Linked DNA regions of Mus musculus: region 1 is linked to region 2. The links are chromatin contacts, called in public Micro-C maps. All regions are on one chromosome and are shown on one strand. Each heading gives the region's core, a stretch centred on a gene start, on an enhancer-like site or on the middle of the called end of the contact. The rest is flanking DNA. Distances are from core to core; before and after follow the strand shown. Region 1 holds the start of Cavin2 (caveolae associated 2). Region 2 overlaps 9330175M20Rik (RIKEN cDNA 9330175M20 gene).

Region 1 (4,486 bases), core at 1,467-3,966, 46 kb after region 2:
CACCAATTTCTCTCAGACAGACATGGGACTCGGTTTGGGGCAACACAAAAGAAAAGTTTGGATGCTCTGAGTTACCTCAAATTCTACCTTATGGTTGGTACTATATTCTGTAATTAATTTTTTAGGACAAAAAGAGTTTCTTTTAGTTAGCTTCTCATAATCCCCACAATGACCACAGTCTTCAGTTTTATGTGCAACAGCCCTTTTGGAGAGTGCATTTACACCATGGTAGATCTTGTCCAAAGATGGTGACAATAATCTCTCCTGTGACACTCATACTTGCCAGAGGATGGGAAAGTGGTAGAGTCGGTTTCTCATCTCTGAATCTGAGCTGGGTTTATAGCCACAGAACACTGTGGATATGCCAAGTTGGGAGTTTCAGATCCTGCCCTTAAAACTGTCCATAGCTTTCACTTTTAATCCCTCACTTTAAAGCACCACATAAAGAAATCTAGTTTCCCTACTGGAGACATCAGACAGTTTCTAGACGCTAAATAGCTGAAAAGAGAGTTCTGGTCTGCTCAGCTGTTGCACCAGGTACAAATAAGGCCATGTCATCTTGGATTCCTCACCTTGAACTGTAGCTGAAAGAGCAGGCAGGGCAAAGATGACTATTCCAGTTGAGTGTTGCCAAGACAACCAAAGAATCATGAGTGAGTGATGTGGTTGTTACTATAAACCACTGAGTCTTAGGCTGACTTGTTACAAACCCATAGACCATTGGTTGAAATACCATTTGTGTTACTCAAGATTAACTTAAAACACAAATAAGTTCAGAGACAGGCATGATGGCTCACACCTATAATGCTGTCTAAGAAGCCTAAGTCAAGAGCACTGCTTTGAGTTTTACAGCAACCTGGGCTACAGAGAGAAACCAGACTCAACCAAACAAATAATTCACATAAGAACCTTCTTATTTAAGAAGGAACCTCTGTGCTTTGGTATCTCACCACCATCCTTCTAACTGATCTATCTGATTGTACAGTATCCAACAAAGCAATGCAAGATTCATGTGAATCAATACAAAATCAGAGTCAAGTGATTATGATATGAAATTGCAAATTTTCCAATGTGGAATCATAAAAATTGATGAAGGTAATGTCAGAGGAGCCCTTGAGCCATGGGCAGCTCCTATAACAGATGAGAATCTGCAGCTGTAATAGTTAACATTTGGGAGGAGAAATCTCTGTGAGTGACAGCAGGATAAGAGCTTCATCGGCAATGACTGGGATGTCGCCATGGAGGAGAGGCCCTTGAAAAGCTGATAAAGTCCTCCGATATTTTTGAAATAATGACACTCTCTGATTTGCCCACAAACGTCAAATGTAAAAAAGATGTGCTATCATTATATCGTATAATTTTGTTAGAAAATTAAGCTTCTGAAAATCAACACCAGATTCATGGTTTTTGCTTTTAATATTTAACACATCAGTGTCCAACTAAAATACACAAAATATAAGTTGTTTGTTTGAGAAACTTTTTAAAAAAATTCTTAAAAGGTACAAGCAATCAAATCTTCTTTTGGCATTTTGTAATCTTGGTTCCTAAAGGTCTCACTTTAAGTGTTATCTACCAATTATCTGAGGAAACTGGGAGCCTCTATAATGTCTTTAATGCATCTTCCTAATGAGCAGGTACTCAGTGAGGGACCTGGCACATGCTCTGTGAATGTTACATATGACTAAGTGTAAGGCAACCAATGAATATACCACCATAAGATCTACTGTTTCTTCGGCATACACAGAGGTATTGCCGTTAAGGCAATGTCCCACGATCAGTTCCTGACCCAGTACTAGCTGACATTTGTTCTTGAAATCCTTCATGGCATGCCTGTCACAAACCTTCAGCCAAAAGCACTTTCACAATCTGGATACATTTAAGACCAATTCAAGCATGTAAAGTCATTTTAGGAAGTGAGTCCCACATCCCAAGGGCCCGGCTAAGGAGGGCCACATGTGAGAACAGGTGTGCCACTTCACTGAGCAAGAACCTGGAAATGTCAAGCGTTAGAACCACTCCAACTCAACCTGGCTTGCAGTCACACTTCTGGACCTGTGTCAATAAATGCCTCGCAAAGATGGGGACTGAGAAATGCTCTGCATGAATTCAGAATTACTGGAAACAAACCAGCACTTTTTTTTCTCCAAAGGGACTACTTGAGGAGAGGGTCTCTGCCTTCCATCTTCTAAGAAAGCATTCATTTAAGAGATTTCCATCTCTTACAGAACAGTTCACAGTATGCAACACCACTTGCTTTGACATCCCTGAGTCTAAGCTCTTTCAAGTTGGATTGCATGCCATCTTGCAAGAGGACAGGACACCAAGCTGAGTTCCTTGTCAGTTTCAGAATAATCTCCTGTGCTTTGCAAATGAGAAACTAATAGCACGAACCTGGCCCTGGCGTCACAGACCCTTTCAACTCGGCGCCTCCCCTAAAGGGCACTCGGTGTTCTGCAACCTATCAGTCAGCTCTGGGGCAAGAGCAAACAATTCCTTTCTGTTACAATAACTTGTATCCAGGAAAAAAAACAGGCGCTCTGTAACATAGCAGCCAGAGAAAAGTTTACTAGATTTAGCCAATCAGAGGCTGGGGAGCTCTGCCAAGTTAACATGTTTCTCTCCGCCTCTAAATGAACTCATGATTGAAATATGGCATTGAACTTTTTTTTTTTTTAAGGGAAGGGGTGTAGGAAAGAAAAGCCACTGCAGAAAAGAACTCGGGCTTGTGCGGAGTGTGGCTAGGAAGTGTGTGCTTGTCACTGAACCCTGAGTGGGTCCTGTAACCTTTGCCTTCCACTGGGTGGAGCAGGTCCTTTAAGAGCAACTGGAATGCAGTTCCCCTGATCAGCTTAGCCAGTTATTCAAAACCTCTGCTAGCCCTAGAGAGCAGTGCTCACTTCAGACCAACCAGCCTCCTGTGCTTCTAGCTTGAGCAAGAAGTTTCCAGCGGGGAAGTAAGTTTCTAGCTGCCCAGCCATGGGAGAGGACGCTGCACAGGCAGAAAAGTTCCAGCATCCAAACACAGACATGCTCCAGGAGAAGCCATCCAGCCCCAGCCCAATGCCTTCCTCCACACCGAGCCCCAGCCTGAACCTGGGGTCCACAGAGGAGGCCATCCGAGACAACTCGCAGGTGAATGCTGTCACCGTGCACACACTCCTGGATAAATTGGTCAACATGCTGGACGCCGTGAGGGAGAACCAGCACAACATGGAACAGCGTCAGATCAACCTGGAGGGCTCGGTGAAGGGCATCCAGAACGACCTCACCAAGCTCTCCAAGTACCAGGCCTCCACCAGCAACACAGTGAGCAAGCTGCTAGAGAAGTCTCGCAAGGTCAGCGCTCACACGCGGGCTGTCCGGGAGCGCCTCGAGAGGCAGTGTGTCCAGGTGAAGAGACTGGAGAACAACCACGCCCAACTCCTCCGACGCAACCACTTCAAAGTGCTCATCTTCCAGGTCAGTGTCCCCAGCATACCCCTCCACCTACTTGAGCTCAGTCCTCCGAGCTTTCAAGGCCATCTTCCCATCTGCCCTGCCAGTCAAGCTTCTCTCTCACACACAAAGCTTTGTCTTCTAGCTGCCTGCTGCAGGCAACTGTGAAATGTGGCCATAAGGATTGGAATCTCCCCCATCCTTCAGGCAATGCCTGTGTGCCTGGCAAGCTGGGGACATTTGTCAGTGAACACCTAGATGCACTTGGTTAAGGGTGAGAAACTGAGCAGGTGCGGGCACCCACTCTAGTCAAATTCATTTGTCTCTTTTCATTAGGAACTTGCGGCTGCGATTGCAGCTGTTAGCTGGACAGGGCAAATTAATCCAGTGGCTGTTTATTAACTCTTAGTGGAAGTGAGGTAACTGTGTGAAGGATTTGTTTTCTTTTGCTCTGACCAAGACACACACAACCTTTAAACCATCCTTTTTCCAAGGGCCCCTGGTGTTTGGGAAATTACCAGAATGGAAAGTTGAACTAGTCTTGTTCTTGAAGTCATCTTTTGTCAAAGCAATCTCTAGTTTGTCTCTAGAAAATGATGCCAATAAATGTGGGAAGCAAAGTATAGCTCCTTACAGACATGTTAATTATGTCCCCTCATTGCTCAAGCTGCAACTACAAAGTGAAATAAAAGAAACGTTATCAGTGGCTGCCACAAAGACCAACTTTGAATATCTTCCCCTTCAAATAGTTGCCTTACCGTGAAAAGGACACTTAATTTTTTTTAATGCATCAATGATGCAATTTATGTAGCAAAGGCTATCTGGGGACAGGAAGATTGCGTGGAACTGTTATTCAGCCAAGTGGTGGGCATCTGTAAATCTAAGGGCTGCCCTGCCTAATGCTGGAAGCCCTTCCGTAGATGGCATTGAGCCAACCCAGGCCCCAGGAAGCCCTGCCATTCTGCCTCAGGGCTGTCTCCTTATGATCCTGTGAATAGGAGAGACTTTCAAAGCCATGGAGGGAAGAGGTTATAACCAACAGATTGTGAAA
Region 2 (4,115 bases), core at 54-2,553:
GCTGTGAGTGTGATGCTATAGTTCTTGTTGTTCTCACCACACATTTGACAAAATTCAGTTTCTCTTCACTACTCAGATAGTTTTGTCTTAACTTTGGTGCTTATTTCCAGATTTTCTTCCTAGTTAAATGTTCCCAAATCATTTGCTAAATCACAACCCCCTACTGGAAAATGGGAAACACTTACTCAGTTTGAAGCCACTTGAACACTTCCTATTCTCTCTTACCCCTGTGATTCCTATCTCCTTGGGAACTAGACACCAACTAGAACTGAAAATCTGAACAGTTTCTTTGATGGTCTTTTTACGTATCTAGACTTCTAGTTCTTCCATCCTTCAAACTCTTAAAAGCTTAATCTAGGAGACAGATGCAAAAGAGGACTCATAATAGTGGCTTCTTTATTGCTATCCACTGACCTTAGATTGTCACTCCAAGCCCCAAGCATTGACAATAGCATTAAAGTCCTTATGTCCTTTAGTATTTTTCAAAAGTCTCTTCGTTCTTTTTGAGTCTTCGCCTCTCTGACTTCCTTACGAAGCTTTCTACAAATCTTTCACACTAGTACCAGATCTTTTGCTCTGAGTGCTGCCTTTTCAACTTCAGACAGTCTAAGTGCTTGGCCTTTCTTAGCATCAAGCTGTGAGAGATACCACACTTTTCTTCTTTACAATTCGGAATGCTGCTGTCAGAATTACACCCCCAAGTCTCCTTGCATTCTTGCTTATGCATGGTCCAGGATGAAGACAACATAGGAAGGAAAGTTGCTCAGAAATAAAGGAGGGCTGCTGCTGTACCTTTCCACAGACTCAGTTGATTAGGCCAGAGGTTGATTTAGAATCTTAGCGTTCAGATGTTTAACACTAACATTAGAAATAATGCAAATTGCATTAGAGTCTTTTCTTTCTTCTGCTGTGCATTGTATGCTCTCTGACTGCCTTGCAGCAAAGAGATTTGTGGGGCTCATATTCTATGGACCTCAGTAGCTAAGAGCTCTTTTCCTGCAATTCATAGAGCAAGTTAAAAAAAATGTGAGTTTTCACATACAAGGAAGTAGGTGCAGATTATCCAGTATGAATGGGCAGCAATTGTGGGTTTTTTTTTTTTAATCTGCCATTCAAGGAAGCTGTGAAGTATACTGAAATAGGCCCTAAGTCCAAGCCTCATTTGGACCCAGTGACTCAGTCAGCATGGGTGCTGAGATATGCCAGGTGATCACCAGTATCCTCTCAGCCCACCCATGAGTCACACCTTCTGTTGTTCGGCGTCATGTGGCCTCTGTTCACTGACTCACCACCACCAGTCATGGAGATGCCAGTAAAGACAGGTGTTCCTGCTGCTCCTTGCCATATCCCAATGTTCCCATGAACACTGTCAGAAACCAGCAACTCAGCAGTATGCCTCTTCCTCCCACTCTCAAGTTTCTTCTTCCCTGATTCAGTTTCTTTTCTGTAAACTTGGAAGAATCTCACCAGGCTCCGGAGGGCCTCTTGGTAGGACAGTTTTCACTCTCAAAGCTTCTACTCTAGGATGTCACTTTACTACAACTAAAAAGGGAGAAACTTCAGCAGAGAATCTCAGATGCTTTCAACCCCTCAGCTAAGCAGGTAGGAACAAGACTCTGATCACCATTTCCATGGTTGTCAGAGCTTCCCACTAGCTACTTTTGAAGCATTCCTGAACCCAGCCCTGGGAGGGGAAGACCTGTGCCAATTCGCATGGATGCTATTTAAAGATGAGTCCCGAAAGCTATACATGTGCTCCAACATGGCCGAGATTTTAGCTGTGCAGAGAACACAGCAAGATAAATAGCCATGCCATGAGAAATTACAGCATTATGTACTGCAATAAATATGACAAATGATAGGCTAGATATTCATTGGCTCATAACAGTTGGCAGGCACAACCATCTGTGGATCCAAAGTTCAAACTATTTGTTTTCACTGCTACAGCTGCCTTGATATTTCTCCTTCTCAGCTGGAACCTCTGGCCTCTAAGGTAGCCTGGACAACCTTGCAAAATCTCTGACCTTATTAGGTTTTTATTAAGAACTGTAGGTATTACAGTTTTTTAAAAAGTATGTATTTAAAAAAAAAGAAAGAGAGAAACATGCACACACATACACTAATAGAAAGGGGGCATGCTTTCACCCATATTGTGTGTGTGTGTGGAGGGGGGTATGTGTCTTGTCTTAATGTAGAGGGCTCTTTACTTGGAAAGAATCCGAAAGTCAGAAAGGCAAACATAAAGATAATTAAGAAAAATGATGGTGTTTGTTGCCTCAGAAGAAATAAATCTTGTGTGTCTCTCCTTTATTTATTGATTAAACAAGGAGCCCTACAATGCATTCAAGCTCCTGCTTTTGTCACTAGAAAGGTAACACTGATGTGCATTATTTCATTATAGGAAATGCTAATCTATATTTCTCATTTAGAATCTAAACTCTCTGCTTGGCTGAAATCTCACAGCTTCTACCACTGATAAGAGAAACCTAATGAGCCCAATGTCACCACAGCCAAACTTCCCAATTAGGCCAGTGTCTGCACACACGTATTCTGGGAGCTTCCAAGGCGGTCTTGACAGCTTGGAGTTAGAAATCTATGGTGAGAAAAATCAAGCTATTAACCAGGCATCCTTCTGAACGCAGTTAGCCCCACCCCCACCCCCCCATCCCCTTTCTCCCACTAGATAGCAGAATTGCATTTTAACAGAAAGGTAGAGAGTGTTTTCTAGGGCTGCAAAAGATGTTGAACAAATTTCCTATAACTATAACTTCCTCTCGTTTACCAACTTGATGTGGAATAAAACAATGTGGATATTTGGCAAAACAATGGATAGTCTTCTTAGGTGACTTCTTTAGGTATGCCTCTTTTAGCATGTATTAAACCAACAGAATCCCAACCAAGAGCTTTTTTTTGCCTATGCACCCTTCACTGTGCATGAAACACTAGATCAAGAATTATGAAGAGCAAATTTGGAAAATAGAAATTTCAGATTATAAGAGCTATTTCTCACTAGGTATCATCCCACCAAAGCAACACTGCCACAGTAAAACAGTCATTCTTTGTGAATGAAATATGAGTGAAGTACTTCCTACATGGAAAGCAGTGTGAGTATCATTGGGTTCTCAGGGATGAAGATAAATCAGTCAGGATCACAACTTGGATCGTTCCCAGTCATGAAGGGAATCACCAAATAATTTATGTGATAAGACAGAAACATGAGACACACAAGCAATGCAATGAAAGTCAAGAGGCACATTCAGCTTTGAAAGCAGAACAATGCAAAGCTTCCTAGAGAATGAGAGTCTTAGGGAAAGGAAAGACTTGACTGTAAAGTCCTCATAAACAACAAAGGCACACCAGCCTGAGGAAGGAGCCAAACAAAACCAGGAAGGTCGCCGGAACTTGCTTGTGAGCCAAGTTGAGTGAGAAAGCAGGCAAAGGACAGACATGTGAATAAGCATTGGAAATCATTTACCCACAAACATCAACCTAGGAAGGCTCTTAGTATACTTCTGGCAATTTCTAAGGCACCGGGGCAAGAGCAAAACAAACAAGCCAACAAGAGCTCAGCTTGCACAGAGTTATGCTCTAGCTGGAGGAGATTTAAACGGAAAAGAATGAAAAATGATGTGTCAGTTAGTTTGAACGAATGTAACATCCGTGCACAAAGGCTTTAGAATGTAGCTAGGGACAATTGTTTGATAAGGCACCTTTTACAAAGACATTTAAAGCAGGTGAAGGATAGATTAAATTATCTTACAGAGTTATAGTTCAGACAGAGACCCTAGAACTGAGATGTAAGTGTGGTTAAGGTAAGACATGTGGATGGCCTGGCAAAAATGGAATCAAGAGATAAATATTAGTAATGGGCTCGGAGGATAGGTGCAAGTCACATCTTCAGGGCATGGCTGCTAAAGGTAGAACTTGAAGATGAGAAAACATTAGAAGGTTTAGGAGAGAAATGGCCGAGCTATATCTTGGGATGAGCACTGCAGCTACTGTATGGAGAACAGAGAGGAAGTGCTGAGGGTGGAATGCAAGAGACCAAGTAGATCACAGAAGCATGCAGAACATTCAGTGAAAGGCATGGATGAGATTTGTTCACGGGGGTAAGA

What was found. A called contact is a pair of places that touch in the nucleus more often than the background predicts.
Region 1: a contact with region 2 is called in a Micro-C map of muscle stem cells, with 3 times the contacts expected there. The contact joins the promoter of Cavin2 here to the enhancer-like site in region 2. A contact is called at or near these places in 3 of 39 promoter capture datasets (embryonic stem cells and macrophages), 1 of 15 datasets of contacts at CTCF or cohesin (the NIH/3T3 cell line), 4 of 484 Hi-C or Micro-C datasets (liver, muscle stem cells and uterus) and 3 of 9 other capture datasets (adipose tissue, liver and pancreatic islet).

Annotation. Positions count from the first base shown.
Region 1 is chr1:51,286,410-51,290,895 of GRCm38.p6, forward strand. Cavin2 (caveolae associated 2) reads left to right here and starts at 2,717. Exons shown (of 2, transcript NM_138741.1): 1 at 2,717-3,459. The coding sequence starts at 2,977. The region is part of intron 2 of 9330175M20Rik (RIKEN cDNA 9330175M20 gene); the gene reads right to left.
Region 2 is chr1:51,242,213-51,246,327 of GRCm38.p6, forward strand. The region is part of intron 4 of 9330175M20Rik (RIKEN cDNA 9330175M20 gene); the gene reads right to left. Among named protein-coding and RNA genes, the nearest start is that of Cavin2, 45 kb to the right of the region's middle. Within about 2 kb of position 1,304, at least 33 of the 459 cell types and tissues checked have an H3K27ac peak or open chromatin away from gene starts, as enhancers often do. A contact at or near this core is called in adipose tissue, muscle stem cells and uterus, where this site is marked.